Regions from separate parts of the Hordeum vulgare genome. Here region 1 is linked to region 2. Evidence: chromatin contacts called from public Hi-C data. All regions are on one chromosome and are shown on one strand. The core of a region is the stretch at or near the end of the contact, and the rest is flanking DNA. Distances in the headings are between cores, read along the strand shown. Region 1 has its middle 38 kb from the start of LOC123440394. Region 2 holds the start of LOC123440394 (sigma factor binding protein 1, chloroplastic-like).

Evidence for each region. Hi-C and Micro-C count contacts between places; a contact is called where the count stands out from the background.
Region 1: a Hi-C map of leaf shows a contact between it and region 2, with 2.7 times the contacts expected there. The contact joins the enhancer-like site here to the promoter of LOC123440394 in region 2. A contact is called at or near these places in 4 of 6 Hi-C or Micro-C datasets (leaf and seedling).

What each region holds. Positions count from the first base shown.
Region 1 is chr3H:521,578,930-521,585,334 of MorexV3_pseudomolecules_assembly, forward strand. No RefSeq gene overlaps it. Among protein-coding and RNA genes, the nearest start is that of LOC123440394, 38 kb to the left of the region's middle. Within about 2 kb of position 3,927, at least 3 of the 3 cell types and tissues checked have open chromatin away from gene starts, as enhancers often do. A contact at or near this core is called in leaf and seedling, where this site is marked.
Region 2 is chr3H:521,539,947-521,546,659 of MorexV3_pseudomolecules_assembly, forward strand. LOC123440394 (sigma factor binding protein 1, chloroplastic-like) reads left to right here and starts at 4,620. Exons shown (of 1, transcript XM_045116965.1): 1 at 4,620-5,824. The coding sequence starts at 4,960. The coding sequence ends at 5,445.

The DNA of each region.
Region 1 (6,405 bases), core at 2,677-5,176, 38 kb after region 2:
TTGTGTGCTTGCTTATTGTAGAAATGAGCTCAGCTGAAGTCATTTGACTGAAACAAAAATCTAGTTTCTTTCAAAACTCATGAGATGACCTGCAAATTGTGTGTATGTGACTGAAACTGCGAAACAGCTATCTGCTTTTCCCCAAAACTCATGATATAACTTGCACATTGTGTATACTGTATAGCATGTGGCCTTGTGATGTGTTATTATTTACTGTAGAAATGTGAAGTGTTATATCAGCTGTTTCTAAACTTGCTTTAGGCACAATAGGTGTTGCTTTCAGTTGGCATTCATTGGTAACTGGTATATGATTGCTTTTTACTCTGAACCCCGAATCGGACCATAATTTTACAACCCTTTTCTGGTGAGAAACCAATATTTATTTTTCTGAATTGTGCTGTAACACTCTGCTTGTATAGGAAAATAACTTCAACTTTTTAACCCTATATATGCATATAAAAAACAAGACTTTTGCTGTGTGTGTAGATTCCTAATTTGCAAACCGATAGTTACCAACTTCTGTTTTTTCTTTTCTTTTTGTAAATCAGCAGTACCTTCTGCAGGGGTCAGTTACCAGGTTATATAACTTCTAAAGCTCACTAGGAAAACTGATGCTGATTACTGTCTTGTTCATGGCGCCTTTATTTCCTGATATTGTCATGCACTGCACAGCACCCAATCATTTCCGTGCACTTATTGAAACAGAAACTGCTGCTCTAGTCATCCCGTCCTTTACTGTTCGTCACTTTACCACACGAGGTCTTGATGAATGAAATGACTACCAGTACTGAACATGACCTTTCCTTTTCGCATCCATAAAATTTGCATTTGATTTTGCATAGAGCAATTTGATGTGGTGAGTACTATTTCCAGACTGTCCCCCAGAACTTAAGAGTCTGAAATCATAAAATCAAGCCCAGGTAGAATTTGTAAGTTTGCAGTCTGAAGGCGAATTAGCTAGGCTGTGGATGCATGAGATGACGGATTGTTCAGAGGCCGGACAGCGCTGAAGCTTCCTCTTTTGAAAAGAAAATAACATATATAGATGATGGATTACCATCAGAGGCTTGCCGGTAGCAACTATTCTGAATCTGCTTGTAAGCTTGGGCATTTGATGCACATCTGCTTCACTGCTTGGTCAAGCCGCTTGCTCCTGCGGTCCTGCCTTGTTTGGTCGCCGTCCATGAGATACTGCTTGCTTCCGTAGATTTTGACGGTGAACTGACTGGATTGCTCGACTGGAGGTCCAGTGACCTATCAAATTTGTGTCAGGAGTTCTGAGTAGTTGGTAGTTTTCGCACGGTACATGAAGAGACCAGAGTGAGGAGAGGAAATCTTTCTCTCTGCTAGCAAGGTTAGTTTGTCTCGTACAGTATTACATGATTATGTTTACAAGGGAGGCAAGGTCCGTTTTGCAAAACTAACCTACTGGATAACAACCGACTTGGATAACAACCGAGTATTATTTACAGATCAACCTTATCTACTCGTAGTTATCTACTGCTCCATGCGTGGAGATATAGGCAAAGTCATTTTGACTTTGCTCCCTGGCTGTCTCTGAATTTCATGTTGAGCTGACTTTGCTCCCTGGCTGTCTCTGAATTTCATGTTGAGCTGAGAACATATCCTTTGGCACCCAAGCTTGGAAACACATATACTATTAGTTTGAAATCTTAATGTTCGTACTGTAGGCTGTAGCTCCAGAAGAAAATACCAGACATTGTAGTTTTAACTTGTTTGGATAATGGAGCGTTTGATTTACCCAGCCTAATGCATACAGTCAGAGAGTGGCGTTTTGGCTCCTAGGTGTATATAGACCTATTATGAAATACATATGGAAAACACATCTCAAAATGTTCAAAAAATTAAAAAAAAAACCCGAGTGTACATCCCGACATTCTATGCTTGTACACAAAAATTCGATGAAAAAGGAAAAAAATTGTGACCCGTATAAAAAGATAAAAATATGCCTCGTGAATAGCTGCAGTCAAGCATAAAAAATTGCCTTTTTTACACAAGCCACAAAAAATGTCCTTTTTCGTTAAAACTTGGTGCACGCATATATAATGTCCGATTTACACGCGGGGTATTTTCTCGAGTTTTTTCAACATTTTGAAATGTGTATCTAGACAATGGTTGAATATAGACCTATGAGCCAAATTGAATTTCCGATACAGTCAAATTTATTACAATTTTTTACTGCAGATTTATTTTTTAATTACAAATCAGGCATTTTTTTCTCATTCCATCTCTGGTTGTCTTTGTTTTGCTTATTTCACTTGTTTCTTTTTATTTACTTGTTTTTTCCTGACGGTGCAAGCTCGACTAGCTCCTCGTGGTTTCTGTTTCTTTTTTTCCGTGGTTTCTGTTTGTCCTTCTCTTGTATTGTTTGGCTTTTTTTTTTGTCTTCTCTCTTTCTTCTGATTTGTCTTGTTTTGGATGGTGCCCAACACTCACAGTTGCACTCATAGCTAAATACTGCGATATAATTTTATTTTGCATTTAAAGATCACTGAGAAATGAGAAAACATGAAAGTTTGATATAAGAAAAATGCTTCTCGAAGGAGCAAACTTAACCTCGCTCCCCTGGCACGTCCGCATTACTATTCTTTCGTTCGTACGTGTCAGATGTAATGCACAGTTGCATTTGACTGATAGCCACGTTGTACCGATTTTCTCCCATAAAATAGCATACGCCTTGCTTTATATTAACACTTTTGCTTCCGTAGACACTTTTTCCCCCTCCCCCCAACAAAACTAAAAAAATGGCTGAGATTGCATGATACCTTTTCATAAAAAGGGTATGATGACGGACTGTAGTGTATAATACGAGATGGATATCCATACAATAACATGTAGTGTATAATACAACGTGGATATATGTTTTCCCTTCTACATTTTGTAAAGAAGGGTCTACCGAAGCACAAGTCAACTCTTATATTAATGAAGCCACATAAGTAGCGTGGTGACCATGGCGTCCAACATGTGTGGCTGTCAAACCTCTAGTCATTGTAATCGATGTGGTAACCGTCGATTTGGTCGGCCCGAGATAATTTGGAATGCTAGTTTTTCCAGTTCCGAATGTCAAAAATAAACGTCACATATTCTATGACACAAGGTATTATTAAAATCCATATACATTAATCATAAGAAAAATAAGACAAAACATGCCGAACGTATTAAAAAAAACACAAGAGTGCGCTACCGGACGTCTCTAGCACACCTCCAAGAAGAAGCACAAGAGGCATGCCTTCAAAACAGAAATACATCCAGGCCCACCAACAACGCTCAATAAGAGGCTCACGGTACATTGTACCTACTTTATACGAGGTGGATATTGTTTTCCTGACACGAAGTTTCTGCTCAGGAGTACATATGCTCTTCAATGAACAGTAAAATAAAATAAAAAGTAAAAAAAAACTGAACTTTTTTAGCACAAACATTCAAATTCACAACATGCATGCAAAGGTTCAAAGAAATAATATTCCAAAATGCTTCCTAGAAAATAAAATCAACGCTTCAGACAAATAATATTATAACATGCTTTCGTAAAAACAACGATGCTTCAAGTTAAGCATGAGTTTTGGAATATTGTTTCTTCATTTAACGTTTGTGCGCGTGTTGCAGATTCGTCAATGCGTATGCCCCCAAAAAATTATGATTATTTACTTATTTTATTGTTTATGAGGGTGAAATATGAGCTCGCGAGCAGATGGACACTTTTGATGTTTTCCTTTACATTTCACAGTTACAAACGATCCACTATTTTTAGGGCAAAAGATAACGGTCGAAAGACCTGTCGGGCACTTGCAACTTGTGTGATTGTCGCGATTGAGAATCCCCTTTCTGCCCATGTCTGACACCACTGGCATTGCGCATGTCGCATGTGCTAGTGTCCTGTATCCTTATCTCTTTCGTGCAGCCTCACCCTCTCATCTCCTTCCTTTTTCCCTCTGCATCTCTCTATTTCTCTCTCTCCCTTCATTTCTCCCTCTCCCTCCCTCCACCCCTTCCCCTCTCTTTCTCTAATTTTGTCATGAATGCCATGGACGTCTTCACCTGAGCTTGCCCGTTCCTTCCCATCTATCCCTCTCTCGAGTTCTCATTGGTTGCCGATGTGCCTGGGCACCCATCATGCATTGCTGCAACGCCACACCCCCCTCACTACCCATGACGCAAGCGGTGTAAACCTCTGACCACCGCCCGTCGCCATCGTAAAAAACCAACTATGTGTGTGTGAGGGCCTGAGGGACTCTCGGGATCTTTTCAAGATGTTCACTTGCAAACCTTGAACTGGGAAAAAAATCACAAACTAAAAAATGTTCCCATTTTGTTAAAATTTCATGGATTCGGGAAACAAAATAATGAACTTGTATGTAAATAAAAGAATGATTGTGTACAAAAACGATCCTAAATTTCAAACGACGTTCATAAATTTTTACATAGAAAAATAAATAAATAGAAACAAATAGAAATAAAAAAAGAACGATAGAAAACGAAAAAAACTGGTGTAGAAAAACAGGAAAATAAAAGAAAGAAAAACTGTGATTTCATCACGCTAAAGTCATGGGCGTGTTTTTTAACCCTTTTTTATATGTTGAAAAATGCTATATATATGTAAAATGTTTGGGGCACCTAGGTCGGGGCCAACCCGTTACTACATTTTTTGGTTTCTTTCCTAATCTATTTGTATGCAAGACATTCCATCTATGAAACAACATCAAGCATTTCCTTTTATTGCTTTTCCCTCTCATACCTTTCCACATAAAAGTTATATATCACATATTTCTGACTATATACCAAAAAAGAATATGTATGGTGCCCACACATTTACGTGGACGTATATCCATAAAACAATTGGGTATCATACCCACTTATTTGTGACTATGTACATCTAAAAATAATTAGGTATATATATACCTACATATTATTGGTGTATACTCATATATCTCACGTCGGGGTATGTAGCTATAGTAAAATATGCAAGAAAAAATATGTATAATACCTATGTATTATTGAGGTATGTAGTCATACGTTTTTTGCTTGGGTATGTAGTTGTGGAGAATAGGTATGTAGCTATAGGGTAATATTGGGGAATTTACACATGTATTTCAATCTCGCATACCAACTTATTTTTAAACTATGTACCTAAAAAACAATTAGGTATAATACATACATATTATTGGGGTATATATTCATATATTTCATGCCAGGGTATGTAGATGTAGGGAAATATATAAAAACAATTAGGTACAATACCTATGGTTTATTGAGGTATGTACTCGTATATTTTTTGCTGAGGTATATAGTTGTAGAGAAAAGTCAAGACAACAATCTTATGAGTATATACTCAGTTAAAAAAGAGTGCAGACGTTTGGAGCTCGGCCTCCATGGAGGCCGAAATTTTCGAATAATTCAAAATTCAAACTTTTTGGTTTCAAAAAAATCTGAAAAAAATATGGAAGTAAAGAAGGATGTTATGCGTATGTGTGCAAAAATTTAGGATGAAATACCTTGAAATATGATCTGCACAAAAAAGACAAATTCATGACCTGAAATGATGAATAGTGTCATGTGTAAAAAAGACTCAGATTTGTCTTTTTTGCACAGCCCTCATTTCAATGTATTTTTTTCTGAAAATTTACACACATGCGTGTTACCCCTTCACTTATCCCTGTATTTTTTTTCAGAATTTTTTGGAATGTAAAAATATGAATTTTCATGAAATTAGAGTTTCAAATTTAAAGGGCTCCATGGAGCTCGGGAGCCAAAAGCAATTTTCGGTTAAAAAATCTCTACGTACGCAATGCTACACATTTCTTACTATATTTTACAAAGCAATAGTTTGGAAGCTCTTTATTACTTGATGTGACGAATGGACAATTGATGACGCACATTAAATGACCAGATTTTGCTGTTTTCATAGAATGCAGGCTATGCAAACATATATGAAAGGTAATTTTTTGAGACAACTAACACACATCAGAGCCATGCAAACAAGTATAGAAAGTTTTTTTTTCTTTGTTAATAGATAAAATCCAATAGCTCATATATCCATCATCAGAACAAAATCACGATGCAAACGAACGGCATCTAGGCAAGGTGCCTAGGTGCCCCAAACGGTTGTCCTAGGTTCATACAGTGTTAAATAGATTCATATATATTTTCACACATTTATAAATTGTTCATGCAGTGTCAAAAACGTGTTCCATCACTTTTAAAAATGTTTGTACTATTAAAAATTATATGTGACATTTACAAAATGTTCGGGTGTTTATATATGTACCAGTTAAAAAATATTATGCAATGTTAAAAAATGTGTTCATGTAATTCAGACAAATTGATACGAAAAACTTACTTTTGTAAGTAACAATAAATACATTGTTCACACATTTATGGAAAAAA
Region 2 (6,713 bases), core at 3,370-5,869:
CATCCATGGAACAGTTTGGTAAAAAACAAGTACTAGACTATAGATGGTTGTATATGAAAAGTTGCTTTAAATGACGGAGTACTTCAAGCAGATATATATTGAAAGCCGCTTCTGGTGTGACAAAAGTTGCATACGGTTCTGCATCGCTTGCGGCGGTAAGAAATTGGAGGCGGTTGAAACCGCCTCCTTGTGTCAGAGTGTTAGCGACACATGTGTTTAGGTGGAACAACGTACCGCCCCGGCCCATGTATCAAAACCGTCTTCAACGCGTGATTTTCTACTAGTGATCATGCATACTTCTAATTTTTTTATTTTACATTACACTTTTTTCTACATGGCACGTTTGTGCACTCACTTCTTTTACAAGCTAAACACCTCTTTCTTCGTAAACAGCGTGATTAATATCTCATTCTCATCATCCCCAGGCTGAGGTATATCACCGACCATCTGATCATCCATGGACACAAAGTTGTCATCACGCTCTCCGAATAAACGCTCATCCATGGAACAGTTTGGTAAAAAACAAGTACTAGACTATAGATGGTTGTATATGAAAAGTTGCTTTAAATGACGGAGTACTTCAAGATATATATTGAAAGCCGCTTCTGGTGTGACAAAAGTTGCATACGGTTCTGCATCGCTTGCGGCGGTAAGAAATTGGAGGCGGTTGAAACCGCCTCCGTTGTGTCAGAGTGTTAGCGACACATGTGTTTAGGTGGAACAACGTACCGCCCCGTCCCATGTATCAAAACCGTCTTCAACGCGTGATTTTCTACTAGTGATCATGCATACTTCTAATTTTTTTATTTTACATTACACTTTTTTCTACATGACACGTTTGTGCACTCACTTCTTTTACAAGCTAAACACCTCTTTCTCCGTAAACAGCGTGATTAATATCTCATTCTCATCATCCCCAGGCTGAGGTATATCACCGACCATCTGATCATCCATGGACACAAAGTTGTCATCACGCTCTCCGAATAAACGCTCATCCATGGAACAGTTTGGTAAAAAACAAGTACTAGACTATAGATGGTTGTACATGAAAAGTTGCTTTAAATGACGGAGTACTTCAAGCAGATATATATTGAAAGCCGCTTCTGGTGTGACAAAAGTTGCATACGGTTCTGCATCGCTTGCGGCGGTAAGAAATTGGAGGCGGTTGAAACCGCCTCCGTTGTGTCAGAGTGTTAGCGACACATGTGTTTAGGTGGAACAACGAACCGCCCCGGCCCATGTATCAAAACCGTCTTCAACGCGTGATTTTCTACTAGTGGTCATGCATACTTCTAATTTTTTATTTTACATTACACTTTTTTCTACATGACACGTTTGTGCACTCACTTCTTTTACAAGCTAATCATTTTTATGTGGTTGCTTTTCAACTTTAGGATCAAGCTTCTTTTTACAAGCTAATCATTTTTATTTGGTGGCTTTTCAACTTTAGGATCAAGATCTTGGTACTCACCTATATCCATGGGGAAATAGAAACACCGAAAGTCCTCTTGTTAGCTCGAGCTAATGTGAGCTTGGTGAACAGTGAAATCTAAAAAATGGTTTAAAATTCGAAAAGTGTGATTTGTTTTGGCAACAAGCAATGATACGTTTTTCACATGCGTGCAAATTTTCACGATAAAATCACATCCGTGGAGGCGTGGACAAAACAAATTTGATGTTCCAAAATGTTTCTGAAACAGTCTTTTTGGAGCACTGATTTAACAAAAAAAAATCCAAGACCTCAACGAATTTTGTTTTCTGATGAAAATTTCCACACATGTGAATCACCCGTCCATATTTGTATAAAAAATCTTTTTTTTTGAATTTTACCGTTCACCCTAGCTCACATGAAACTCCACGTCCAAAGAAACATCAACTTAAGGCGGAACGAATTTAGATTTGGCGAACCAAGATACTACAATGCAATATATAGATTACAAAAATGCCTAGGACTCGGAATTGTGGCAAAATTTGACTTTTTCTACGAAACGGAATAATTTGACTTAACATGTACAGTTTCATACGTCAATTACCATATGAGGATAGTGCAAAAGTTTATATTCCTTTGAAATACCATGGTGCAAAAAAACATACTCCCTCCGCCTCACAATTCTTGTCTTAGATTTGTCTAATATAAATGTATCTAGTCATGTTTTAGTATTTAGATACATCCATTTCTAAACAAAAGTAAGACAAGAATTTTGGGACGGAGGGAGTAATATATTTTCAAGAATGAGGCATGCATGTTATACATGGAAGTGCTACGTACGTGGATCTTTGGTATAAGAAAAAGCAAGAAAGTTAAATCCATTGGAGTTTCCTTCATTTTCCAATACTTTTCCAATTTCCATACTCGGAATATTTACAAGTCAAATGTACCCTTGTCCAATAGATGGAGCATCTCAATCACTCATCAGTATATATAAGTTGGAGCATCTCACCTCTTCTTACGTATATATAAGTTGGAGCATCTCAATCACTCATCAGTATGAATTTGAAAGAAAAAAATAGCTGATTATATCATGTAGTAATGGCTTCATCCGCAAAAAAAAAAAACATATGTGATGGCTTGGCCATGGCCATGCATCTCCCTGGATACGCACGGACACGCCGACCGAACTGGCGTCCCAGCATCCTCCACGTCGACCACATAGCCTGAAGAAGACGATTTCCACAAGCACTGCATTTCCCATCCCGTCCACCACTTGGACGACCGGCCACTTCCCCCAAAGCGTTCCTGCCCCGAAAACGACCCAGCGACGTGTCAGCGGGCGGTAGAACCCGTTGGCCCTCGAGTACGTACCACGGTGGCCAAGCATGTGGTGTGTGCGTGCGAGCAAGCAGGAAATCTGCTGCGGTAGATATGGACCAGAGACGCGGACGTACACGAAATCCTGCAACTGGTGCAGGCGAGTGGTGCATTGGCATTGCCTTATTGAGCCTGCCTGCCGGGGACGCGCGGTGTGGTCCCAGCAGAGAAGGAAGGGGGGCTTCAACTGCAAACGTCGCCCTCTCGCCGTCCCGCTTCCCGTCCGGTCCGGTCCGGCCCGGCCCGTGGGCCCGCCCCCACAGCGGGCTGCATTATTTCCTATCCGTCCGTTTTTCCCCTCCGCGCACCGGAGGCCGCCTCCGCCCCGCGCTCTGGTTGGCCGGAGCCAGCTGGCGGGGCCCGCGGGACAGCGGGCGCGCGCCCGAGGGTAAGCCGTGGCGGGCGGTGCGGAAAGGTTTCCGTGAATTTTTATTGTATATACGTATCACGTCAGCGCCGGGCCCCCGGCTGATGCAGGCCCACCCTGTGGTCGTGCGCCACGTCCTGGATGCAGATCGCGGCGTGGGCCCCGTACGCTAGTTCTGTCTCGGTTGTTTGCGCTTTCTCATTTAACCCTTCCTCGTGGACTGCGCCCCTTCTCCCGCTGCCGCCCTGCTAATATAAACGCTGCGTTCACCCATGCACGCGCCTTTTCAACAAGTAATGGAAATACACACACGCCGTCATTTCATCTTCGTAAACAGCTTTCTTCCTCGCTTTTTTCTCTCCCAGGAGTTGCATCATTCTTTTGCTTTGCAAGTATGAACTACGGCATGAGCAAATGGGGATTGGTAGCTCAACAGCCAACCCCAACTTCTCTAATAATGTTATAATAGCCCCATTCCTATAAAATGGGTGGCCGATCCAATCCACTGGCATCCCATTCTTATAACCTCTAACATGACCATATATAATCTTAATGGTGATGTCGAGAGCTACAGAGGGTGCTTTGTGCCGATCGTGTCGATAAACAATATGGAGTTTAGTCAACCATTGAGGGTGGCCACTTTAATTAAACTAGCTTTCTTAATTCCTTGCTAATTTCATAATATGCTTGTCTTCTTACTCTCTTTAGTACGTACATCTTAAATATGCCCACACACAAGATCACACTCCTAGAGGAACCCCTTGTGTTTATTTTTGACATCTTCATGAAGTAGCGACCAATTATTACTCCCTCTGTAAAGAAATATAAAAGCATTTTTAGATCATTGTTTTAGTGATCTAAACGATCTTATATTTCTTTACGGAGGAAGTATTTAATTAATGTTTTCTTTATGTGTATGCAACTTCAAATTCAGCTGCGTCAAATATAGATTCTTCTATTCCAGTTGCCACAAATTACTCTTACTTATTTTACCCCCAAAATGTCTGCACACTCTATGAGCTGAGGATTTATTTATTTTTGACTAAATTATAAAAGAGCAGCTACCTTTTATTTTTCTTTGCATAAAAAAGCACCTACCTTTTATTGTTCTTTGCATGATTCAAAAGGCAACTTGGTAGTATATATTCCCTGCATTGCAAAATAAAGGACATGGTTTGGCTGTCCATTTCTGTACTTCGGCCATAAAAAAAGTGTAAAAAAAATCCCGATAGCATTATAGACATAGTTTAGAGTGTAGATTCATTCATTTTGCTTATATTTAGGAACTGAGGGAGTAGAATCCAAGTGTCTCCATGTTTAGAAAACCATGGGGGTATGGTAATTGTTGTGGCCGTAGCTGATTGCCCCCTTTTTTTTTTTTTTCTCTAGGTCACATGCGTAACCAGCGGGGCGGGGCTGCTCGTGTAATCCTCCAATGCGAGCGAGCGCCCGCCCGGTCTCCGGGTTGTCTCCATCGTCCCGTCCATCCATCCATCCATCCAAAGCAGACTCGGCTCCTCCCTCGAGTTACTGCTCTACTCTCCTCCTTCCAGGACGCCTCCCAACTCCCATCCAGGACGGCGACCACCGCGTGTTGAGCTAAAAATCCCCCACAATGCCAGTAGCCTTTGTCCTTACATGGCCAGGACCAGCCGCGGCAGAAGCCCTCGCTCTCCTTGCTTCCTGCTGAGACGAATTAACCACCAGATCGCCTCGCCGCCGCTCCCCTTCCTGTCCTGTCCTGCCACTGCCCGCCCATCCATTAGCGAGCTGAGCTGAGCTGATGGATCACCGGAAGCAGCGGAGCCCCAGCCCCCGGAGCGGCGGCAGCTCGGGAAAGCACGGCGGCAAGGGGCCGGGCAGCAAGTCGGGCGCCGGGGGCAGCAAGAAGCCGATCAAGGTGGTGTACATCTCCAACCCCATGCGGGTCAAGACCAGCGCGGCGGGCTTCCGCGCCCTCGTCCAGGAGCTCACGGGCCGCCATGCCGACCCCTCCAAGTACAACACCGACGACGGCGGCGCGGCGCAGGACCTCAGCCTCAGCCCCAGCCCCGAGGGGAGCGCGGCTGGGTCGACGCCTGACGCGGCCGTCCCCGGCGGCCCCGCCGCCACTGGAGGCCAGCCGGAGCTCACCGCGGCGCCGTTCGGCGACGGCGAGGACGAGGAGGACATCTTCGGATCGCAGCTGCTGGACAACGACTACAACGACTACGCCGTCTTCTCGCCGGAGACGCCCCTCTACGACTTCCCGCACAGCAACAAGGTGTAGTGACCAGTCACCCGATCCCTCCCGCACGCTAGCTGCATGTTAGCTGACGGCCTGACGCGTGTGCCCCCCGCTCCTTATTTGCATGTCATTTGAGGATTTCGCTGTATTGCATGTGTGTGCCGCTATGATTTGTGCTTGTGCGTGCGTATGATCCACCATCTGCTAGCCCCAATTTAACCCGTCGCATACCCATGATCGGCCTCATAATTCCCCTATACACATATCTATTTCGGGTCTCCGTGTTCCTCTTTCCCCTTCTCTCTTCTCTTGTGTGTGGACAAGGCTGTAGTGGATGCAATGTGCTACGTAGTGTACAAGTGTACATATATGCCTAGATGTTTCGATAATTCACCTTCTCCCCGGGCCGGGGTTTCGATTATTTCATACTGTTTCTCTGATTTTATGATCACCTAGCTAGTGCTTTCTTTGGCATGCTCAACTGGCAATTTCTCGAGCACCACCACTTGTGGGTGTTACTTTCGGTATGGGGAGCTAGCGTGTGCGTGCAACTGTACTTGATCATGCCTAGGCAATGCGCCATAATTAAGCAGTATGAACGTGTTTTCCTGAAATCCCGGCGAGACACGATCAAGCCGAGCCTTAGCACTAGAGCAATCACACGACTGAAACAATTCAGAAAATATTAGCGTTTCATTAACTAAATCACATTTCCTTTCTCTCCCCTTCATTACGTCTTGGATGATCAAAGATAGGATCCGAGTCCCAAGAAAACACGCATCTGCTGCATGCCATGCTGCAGCACCACAATTCGCTGCATGCTGCTTTGTATTCCTCTTCACAATTCTTCAGAATCTAGATGTTTAGCGTCCTTTGATTTGTTTTTGCCCTACTCCTTAATTTGGTTCTTCTGATCCTATTTTCTTCATTGTATTGATTTCATTTGCTACCATGATTCTTCTACATCAACCGAATGGGTTAACATTCCGTAGTCTGCCTTTTGTTCTTTAATTCCTTTCCGCTTTGACTTCCTTGACATTGATTGATATAAAGTACTACTTTTGTTCCTTGAACTTTCCTATTCACGCTTTCTGTGGATGATTTATCTTAATTCCCAGTTATACAATTATTTGCGTTTAATCTTTGGGAAAAGATTATCTTTCACCGGCCGATCCGCCCAATCCATCCGTCGCCCTGCTCGTCCGTTAAATCTCGAAACTGGATCGGTGTTTCAGAAACTGGGCAGGTGTTTCACAAAGCTGCCTGATACGTGCCTTCGCCTCCACCTCGGCCCCGACGACCTTGCCGCC